2 separate regions of the Sus scrofa genome follow, and region 1 is linked to region 2. Evidence: chromatin contacts called from public Hi-C data. All regions are on one chromosome and are shown on one strand. Each heading gives the region's core, a stretch centred on a gene start, on an enhancer-like site or on the middle of the called end of the contact. The rest is flanking DNA. Distances are from core to core; before and after follow the strand shown. Region 1 overlaps RBPJ (recombining binding protein suppressor of hairless). Region 2 overlaps RBPJ (recombining binding protein suppressor of hairless).

Region 1 (4,164 bases), core at 94-2,593, 74 kb before region 2:
ACTGCCTCTGAACTAGTCTTACTTTTATATCAACTTTTGACTATTTGAGAAAGTTGTGATTCAAGAAAACAGCAAATCCAATATAAACATTAAGATAATTTCTACCGTGCAATGATGAAATCATATTTTAAACACCCCTATATGGCCACCCCCTAAAAACTAGCTAATGAATCAACTCTTCATTTCCATAGGCTTCAGAAATAATTTAATAATCAAACCAAAGTTAAGATTCAATACAAAAAAACTACAAACAAGAAAAAAGACAAAAGAAAGGAGGGAGTTCCCTGGTAGCTCAGTGGGTTAAGAATCTGGCATTCTCATTGCTGTGGCTCAGGCCACTGCTGTGGTACAGATTCAATCCCTGGCAGGGGAACTTCTGTATGTGATGGGTATGACCAAAAAAAAAAAAAAGAGAGCGAGAGTGAGAGCGAGAGAAAAGAGGGGGGAAAAAAGGAAGTTAAAGGGAAAAAGAAAAAAATGTCAATTAACCAAAAGTAAAACAAAATACACCCTTACAATAGCATGTGAATCAATTTTCTTTTTTAATTTGGACAGTTGGTCAATATGTACCAAACACTCAGTGAAAAGTCTGACCATCAAGAGGTCAACTTTCAGAGTTTAACAGTTTCTAAAAAAGGATATTTTAGGAAACAATATGCCTTTATTTTCTAATCTTTCCCAGTAGCTCCATCTAATAAACTGTGACAAGCAATGCTTTTTATCGGCCACTTGGTGGCGTTATGCACACATTTATGATTTTAATAATTTCCTAGTTCAAACAATCACTCTTTATTTTCGGTGATTCAACAACTTTTTCCCTCAAATTTTGAGATGAAGTCTGGAAAATACCTTACAGACTCAAAGAAGCTTTTTTATTCAGCCCAATATATAAGGTTAGACAAAAATCCAAAAACATCATTTGCATTATCTAACTTTCTTGGCAGAATCATTACCCTTTGCTGATTATTCATACTTGCCCTGACACAAAGTTGAAGGAATGTTAATATGTCAAATGGCGTTTCCATATCTTTAATGGAAATTTTCTTCTAGACAAAATAATTTTTTTAAGTTTATTTTTCAATCTGGAAAGACCTTCTTCAATGAAAAAATAAAACTAACCATGAACATAAATGGGATACCAGATGAGTTACGCAAATAAATACTCATTATCAAGCACAAAAGTGAATACTGAGAACAATTTTAAATTTTAGGATAAAACTTCCTGACCAAATATTTCTAGCATCATTCATTGGAGTTACTTTGTAAGCCAAGAGGACTGTTGTGGTCATGTCCCCAGGTTACCTCATGCCTAACGCCTTAGCAGTTTTTCAAAAAGGCCTGAATATGATCAGCAAGGACGAAAGCAGAGCTTCCTCTTTCCACTGCACTCCGCTAGGGGCTACAGGACAAGACCTCTTCCGGCAGGAAGCCTTACTAGTCATCCAGGAGGCTGGACTCTGTTAGCAGACCCTTACTAACACTATTAAAAACTAGAGTAATTTTAATAGGTTTCTACGTTTATTGTAAAACTAGTGCATGTTTCTTCTAGAAATTTTAATACATATGAAAGAGGTTATTCTGGCTTTTTCTTTTTTTTTTTTTTTCCCCATTTTTTGGAGTCAGAAGCTTAGATTCTTTGAGCTTTCCTTTGGGGTTTTAGACTGACCAGGCTATACCCAAATAATAGAAAGAAGCTGAAAATAAAGGCAATCATACAAAAGGAGAAAGTAGGAGATGGGTAAATTATGGGGCTGGGATTGACATATACACATGACTATATAGAGAACAGACAGGAATGAGGACCTACTGTATAACACAGGAGAATTTACGCAGTACTGTGTGGTAACCTACATGGGAAAAGAATCTAAAGAGGAATGGATATATGCATACGTATAACGGATTTACTTTGCTGTATACCTGAACTTACCACAACTTTGTAAGTCAACTACTTATCCCAATAAAAATTCTAAAATATAAAAAAACAAAGGCCATCATAATAAAAGATAACCATTAAATCACCTATTTTAACTTGATAAGCCACTACAGCTTTGTATTTTAACGCTTACTAACAAAGAGGAACCTTATCTGGACTATACTTTTTTGAATAGCTCTTCCCCTTCTATTATTTCCACCGGGCCTCAGTTATCCATCATAGTATTAAATGATATAGTGGTTTTTAAGATTCCCAACGAAGAGCCTTTTGCATAGTACCTGGGCTCTAACATTATCAGAAATGCAGAATAAATGAGGCAATAAATCAATCTAATTGTACTAAAACCTATCTTCAAAAATCCGGGGGAAAAAAACAGCAACACTGCCCAGGTTGGCAGCTATATAGTGAACATATGTTTATGCGTATTTCCATTAGATCCAGCCCAATCTCACTTAGTTAATGGTAAAAGAGAGAATCTCAGGCAAAGTTAAGTTTATAAAGTTTGGGTTCTTTAGGCATATTTAGGTTCTTAGGTAACTTCTCCATGCCCAAACCTTGCTTTAGATAATTAACACTCAAATGCAAAATGGAAGGTAATAAAAATAAGGGAAATGAAAAAAAATATGAAATTTAGAATTACGGACCCAGGAGTTCCAGTCCTGGCTCCATCACTCCTAACTAAAGTGAACCTGGGCATGTTAATCTCTTATCTTTAGTCTTCTTATTCACAAAATGAGAATTAAAACATGTCTACTCCATAATATTATTCTGAGGATTAAAATTTAAAGATATTTGTAAGGCATTTCCAGAACAATGTCAAGCTCATGACTAGGGAAATGGTTCCTTCTTCAGATTCACTATGAGGTACAAGGCTGGCCTTTTAGACCCATCTCAAGCAATCAGGGTATTGACTTGTTTTGTTTAAATGGACAGAAGACAATCTCTTAGATACATAAGTTTTCATCATTAGAAGCAGGACCTGAATTTCCAGTATTAATTTCATGCAAAAAGTGGCTACTATCTGGATTTGGTTTCTATGTCCCAAACTGTAGGCACCAACTTCTTCCTACATTTAACTCTAAATCAGATGATTAAGTTTCATTAGTGAAGTAAAACAGAATAATCAGAAATTTAGTACACTGGAATAACTAAAAAAGAACACTGGACAGTATGATTCTGAAATACTGTTTTCACATATTCATTCTCTTGGAGGATAAAATTATCAACTAAATAGTTTCACCTTCTTTTCAGTTCAGATTTAGAGGACTTCGAGAAAAAGACTACTTAAAATGCTTGTAGCACGTAAATTAATTATATACTACATTTCCCTTCTCTTATGCATATGCTAAGATTTTCTTTATCTCACAAACTCTTAAGATGCTACTCATTCCTTTTAACCCAACACCCAAACCTGAGTTTTCATTCCTTCTCCCACATCAGTTTTGGTGTCTTTCTAATCAATCCAAAAAAAAATCTTTCATCTTCCCCCATAAACAGCTTGTCCACAAAATGTCTTTGTCTGAAAGACAAAGACTAGAGAAACTAAGAAAATTCCAGGAACCAAGTGAAAAAACAAATAGCAAAAATCCACAATTACACACCACAAAAGCTGAAATCTAAAAGATAGTAAGACAAATTCTAAATATAAAAATCCCTGTTATAATTTAAGTTTGGCTAATCTGGTTGGCAGGCCCTTTCTGTAGTCCCACATTCATGTGGTGCGAGGACCAGCTCAGCTTTGCCGTTGTGCTTAACAAGAACAGACACAGGGTCAAGGTGGAGAGAGCTGGGAATCCTTTTCTTCACAATCACCCCTGCCTTTGCACTCCTGAAGTCTCATTTCTTTGTACAAGTATACTTTCACAAAAAGGAAAAACTACTTTTGGAATGAGCTAATGTATCACAGAAATACTTAGGGAACATCACGCAGCTTTCCCCCAAAATTAAAGATTCTTTCATTTTGTGAAATCCGGGTTTTAGGCAGAGGATCTTTATTAAATAAGCTACAATTTAATAGAGAAAAATTCCCTACTATTCAGTTTGTACTTATAATTATCCAATAGAAATCATTCTCTTACTCGCGTACTAATACATCATTTGCAAATTCATGTGACAGCTATTATCAGCTATTAATTATCCACCAGAAAAACAATAATCTTACCTTTTTTCATTCCCATATGACTTCTGTGCAACTTTTGCATGAAGAATAAGTACTGTTTGATCTCCTCGCT
Region 2 (4,578 bases), core at 1,198-3,697:
TGCAGAACCAAAGATACAGGGGAATTTCAGATGCTCGAGGGCCTACTATAACTTACTAGCCCTTGAGCCCTCATATTTTTCAAGTGCCAACTGTATTTACACCCATCCTCACCTCTTCAAAAAAGTTCAGCACCCCCCCTCCTTTTTTTGTTCTTTTTTGTTTTGTTTTACTTTTTCTGGCCACATCCCTGACATATGGAAATTCCTGGGCCAGGGATCAAATACCAGGCAAAGCTTCGACCTACCCCACAGCTGTAGCAACAGTGGATCCTTAACCCACTGCACCCGGCCAGGAATCGAACTCACTCAAGAGTGCCTTAGAGACAATGCCAGATCCTTACTTAACCCACCGTGCCACAGCAGGAACTCCAACCCCTCCAATTCCTAATTGATATTCAAAACCTTAGCTCATTAGCACTCAAGGTCCTCCAAGAGGCACCAACCACTTTTCCAGTTTTATTTCCTACCCCACCATACAAACTCAAATTAAGAGATAATCATTCAAAAACAAAAATTAAAAAGTAGGAAAAAAAATTTTTTAAAGAGATAATCATTCACACTGGCATTCCCACCAACATTATAATCTGTTATACACTTATAATCTCTCTTATTACCTGTGTACTTTCCACTAAATCATGAGCTTTGCTGAACCATTTTTTAGCCATCTTTATAAGGCCAGTATACAACTCTTATACCTACTAAGTGCTCAATAACATTCTTTAACAAATATAACATTATTATAACAATTAGAAAGGAGAATCACTAAAGCATGGTTATACCCTTCATTTCCCTTAACCATCCCTTCACGTCTGGGGACCTCAATGTTTCTATTTTCTCCAGCTGGTGTACAAACCAGGAGCCTTGTAGAGAACTACATAATTTTTTGCATGAAAAAATTTTCTCATACTCAAACCAAAAGTTAAATGATTTGAAAAAGTATGCTGGAAACTATGGAGAAAATAAATACTTCAGTGGTTGCCAGGGGTAAGGGAGGAGGATGCCACGGACAGGACAGGCAGAGCCCAGAGGCTTTTTTAAGGGCAATGAAAGTACTCTGTATTCTACAATGGTAGATACATTTGGAGATACAGTATACATTTGCCTAAACCCACAGAATGTACCCCAAGAGTGAACCCTAACGTAAACTATGGACTTAAGGAGATGATAATGTGTCAATATATCATTTATAACTCTGTTTGGGACAGGTTAAGGATCCGGCATTGCTGCAGCTGCAGTGTAGGTAGCAAGTGAGGCTCAGATCAGATCGCTGGCCTGGGAACTTCACAGGCCAAAAAAAAAAAAAGGTGTTTATAATAATAAAGAAAAAATCCATTAACACTGGTTCTCTATTTTATAAGGCAACTAATACTACAGTTATATAACACAATCTTTACCACACTAATAAAAAATAACAGGGTTTCATAAAGTGACAAACATTTTTCCTGGTTATATAAACTTTTTATGAGAAACTCTTCTTATTCACTTACCACTCTATCATCTAGTTAACAAATTCACAAAAAAATTAGCTCTAAGGCTAAGTTAAAAATATTGAATACAGAAAAGCATGTGGAGAGTCCCCGTTGTGGCTCAGTGGTTAATGAATCTGACTAGGAGGTTTCAGGTTCGATCCCTGGCCTTGCTCAGTGGGTTAAGGATCTGGCGTTGCCATGAGCTGTGGTGTGGGTTGCAGACACGGCTCGGCTCAGATCCCGCGTTGCTGTGGCTCTAGTGCAGGCTGGCGGCTACAGCTCCGATTGGACCCCTAGCCTGGGAACCTCCATATGCTGCGGGAGCAGCCCTACAAAAGGCAAAAAGACAAAAAACAAACAAACAAACAAAAAAAGAAAAGAAAGTGGGAGGGTGATTTTAAAGGGTAAACTTGGTTTTCTAGTGTACTTCATCTCACATCCAACCAGTGCAGCATTTCACTGGAAGGCTTCTGCAACTCAGGATACCTGAGAAGCAGTGGTTTCCATCTTTTTGTTAAGGTAAAATAGTTCAAATATTCCCAAAACTGCCATGATCTTACCAATCTGACTGAAACGCTGTCATGCTTATCACTCTGCATTGTCCCAACACAACAAACCTACAAATATTTATACAGATAAGTAATTACTACCAATTATACAAACCAAGCCAGAGTGCCTCCAATGGTTGCTTTCCCCAGCACTAAGTTATGTTCAGGAAATGCCTTACCCTTTTCACACCATTAGGATATCATTTCACTCCCTGAAGCAGAAGCAGGCCTAATGAGGCATCAGCAACATCACAATGCTGTGCCAGGCCTAAGGGGCATCCAGAACTCTGGGCAGGATGTCTGAGAGATGGTAGCAGCTGGGCACTCAACATTCCTACATCACTATGGCTGTCCCGGCAGAGAAGAGAGCAATAAGAAGCAGATCCCAAAAAGTTGGGGGTGACTCAATGACAACATCCGTGGTCAAGCAGTAATTTACCAAATATGTCTGCTCAAAATGCCAAGGCACATATTTCAAGGGCTGTGGTCCTCTGCACTAAATACACCGCTGCCTTCCTAAAACATGACCCACAAACCACAGGTTGCAATATAAAAAAGCCCATCTTGAACCCTGCCTGTGAAAGGTTACCAGGAGAAACTGATTATTACAATTAAAGTATTTGTATAGAGGGTTTTATTACTTACAAATCGCTTATGTATACATTGTTTCATTTTGACCTTTATCATTTCACATATTTCACCTTACTTGATTGATAATCACAGTGTGCCTGTCAGATAAACACAACAAAAGCAGCATTCTTACTTTACAGAAAAAGAACCTAAAACTTGGAAAAATTGTCTGTAAGTAATCTGTCCGCAAAACCTGAGTGTTCCGGAAGATTATATAGCAATGGTGTGATCCCCCCAAAAAGCAGTTTATAGTGTTGTAAGATTTAACGTACGTCCTTTTGCACTTAATAAGTATTTGAAACATTTAAAAATAATGGAAACTTTTGAAAAACAATGAATAGTCAACTATACAAAAACCAAAATGCAATATTTAAGCTTGTCGGTTTGTACAAACAATACAGTATTTTCTAATAATCCAAAAACATCTTTTATCTAAGAGTTTTACTACAATGTTCTCGGGGCTAGAGACTGCCTATAGCCGAAAATATCAATTCCTTTGTGTACTTCAGCAATAGATTCCCTATTTATATAATCAACATATGTACACATCAAATTCGGCTCATACGAATCATGTTTGCATCAAAGTTTCAAAGGATTCCGAGTCCTTTGTTCAAAAAACCTTTTACTGAGTCCTTATCATGTTCTAGACACTCTTTAGAGTATAAGAAAATACAAATAATTTTTTTAATGTTACCTGTCATAAGGTAACCAATTGCCTTTTGTTACGACTCAGTATGACACTTCCAAGTGAGGTGTCCTTTTAGGACACAAGGGAGGGGCGCTGAATCCAGCCTGGTGGATCTGGTCAGAATATCCTCAGATGGATATCTTGAAATAATAACCTACTAACACCAGCATGCTTCAAGCACAGGAATACCTTAAACTGCTGAGCCCAAGCAAGGAACTTCCAAGTTCTTAAATAGAGCTGAAGAATAGAGCTGAAGAATTGAATATGAAATGAGAGAAAGGCAAACAGTTCAGCTGGGGAAAAGGTAAATGAAATAGTTATAGAGGACCCCATATGCCATGCCAGCTAACATTTTTTGAGTACTTGGTATGTGCCAGACATCCCAAAATGTTTTCTTGCTTGTAATCCTCACAATAACCCACAGAACTAAGGAAAATTACCTTGCAAATGAAGGAGGAGCTAAGGAGACATTAGCTCGTTTGTCAGTCTTACAGAGGTTTTAACTGGCAGAGATAGAACTGGAACCCAGTTCAGATTAAATCCCAAAAGTGAGCTCATAAACTCTCCATTCTGCTGCCTCTCTTAATGAAGGCTGCTAGGGGGAGCCATTGAAAGGTTTTTAAACTAAAGAGTGAAGTGATCAGATTTGCTCTTTGGAAAGACTAAGTGGAAACTGGATAAAGGGGTGTCTAGAAGCAGAAAGACAAAGCTGCCAACATCTGTAGTAATCCAGGTGAGAGCATGATTGTGGCAGTGAGGATGGAGACAGATTCAAGAGATTTTTCACGAAAGAAAATTATCAGTTCTTAGTGATTAGATGCAAAGGGTTAGTGTTAAGAGAGTAATCCAGAAACTTGGCTTGGGGAACTATGGGACACGACATCACCTATCAGGAAGAGGGAAGTCAACAGGTTTTGTTTGTTCAATAAATATCTATAGAGTGTCTCCCAAATACAAAACACTTTCCTAGGCCAAGGGTCAAGTCTGAAATTAGGGTTCTGGTTGTTAGAAAATATTTAGAGTAAATGACAAAGCATTAATAATACAAGGTATACTGAAAAGTAGTCATCACTATTAACAGACTTGGCCTAGAGTTTAATGAAAACATTTTGTGCAACCATTAAAAAAAAAAAAAAATTACCACATGCAGAAAACAAATCAATAGAGGAAAGGCATTCCACAATCTCACAATGTGTTATTACATTTGAGCTTGACAGATCGTCAAGCTCTTACACAACACATA

The links. Hi-C and Micro-C count contacts between places; a contact is called where the count stands out from the background.
Region 1: a contact with region 2 is called in a Hi-C map of embryonic fibroblasts, with 5 times the contacts expected there. The contact joins two enhancer-like sites. A contact is called at or near these places in 1 of 5 promoter capture datasets (liver), 25 of 47 Hi-C or Micro-C datasets (adipocytes, adipose tissue, alveolar macrophages and 15 more) and 2 of 2 datasets of contacts at active chromatin or transcription factors (alveolar macrophages and skeletal muscle).

The regions. Positions count from the first base shown.
Region 1 is chr8:20,140,085-20,144,248 of Sscrofa11.1, reverse strand. RBPJ (recombining binding protein suppressor of hairless) reads right to left here. Exons shown (of 11, transcript XM_005666567.3): 3 at 4,095-4,164. Among named protein-coding and RNA genes, the nearest start is that of CCKAR, 58 kb to the left of the region's middle. Within about 2 kb of position 1,343, at least 4 of the 83 cell types and tissues checked have an H3K27ac peak or open chromatin away from gene starts, as enhancers often do. A contact at or near this core is called in embryonic fibroblasts, where this site is marked.
Region 2 is chr8:20,066,935-20,071,512 of Sscrofa11.1, reverse strand. All of the region lies in intron 1 of RBPJ (recombining binding protein suppressor of hairless), which reads right to left. Among named protein-coding and RNA genes, the nearest start is that of CCKAR, 130 kb to the left of the region's middle. Within about 2 kb of position 2,447, at least 4 of the 83 cell types and tissues checked have an H3K27ac peak or open chromatin away from gene starts, as enhancers often do. A contact at or near this core is called in embryonic fibroblasts, where this site is marked.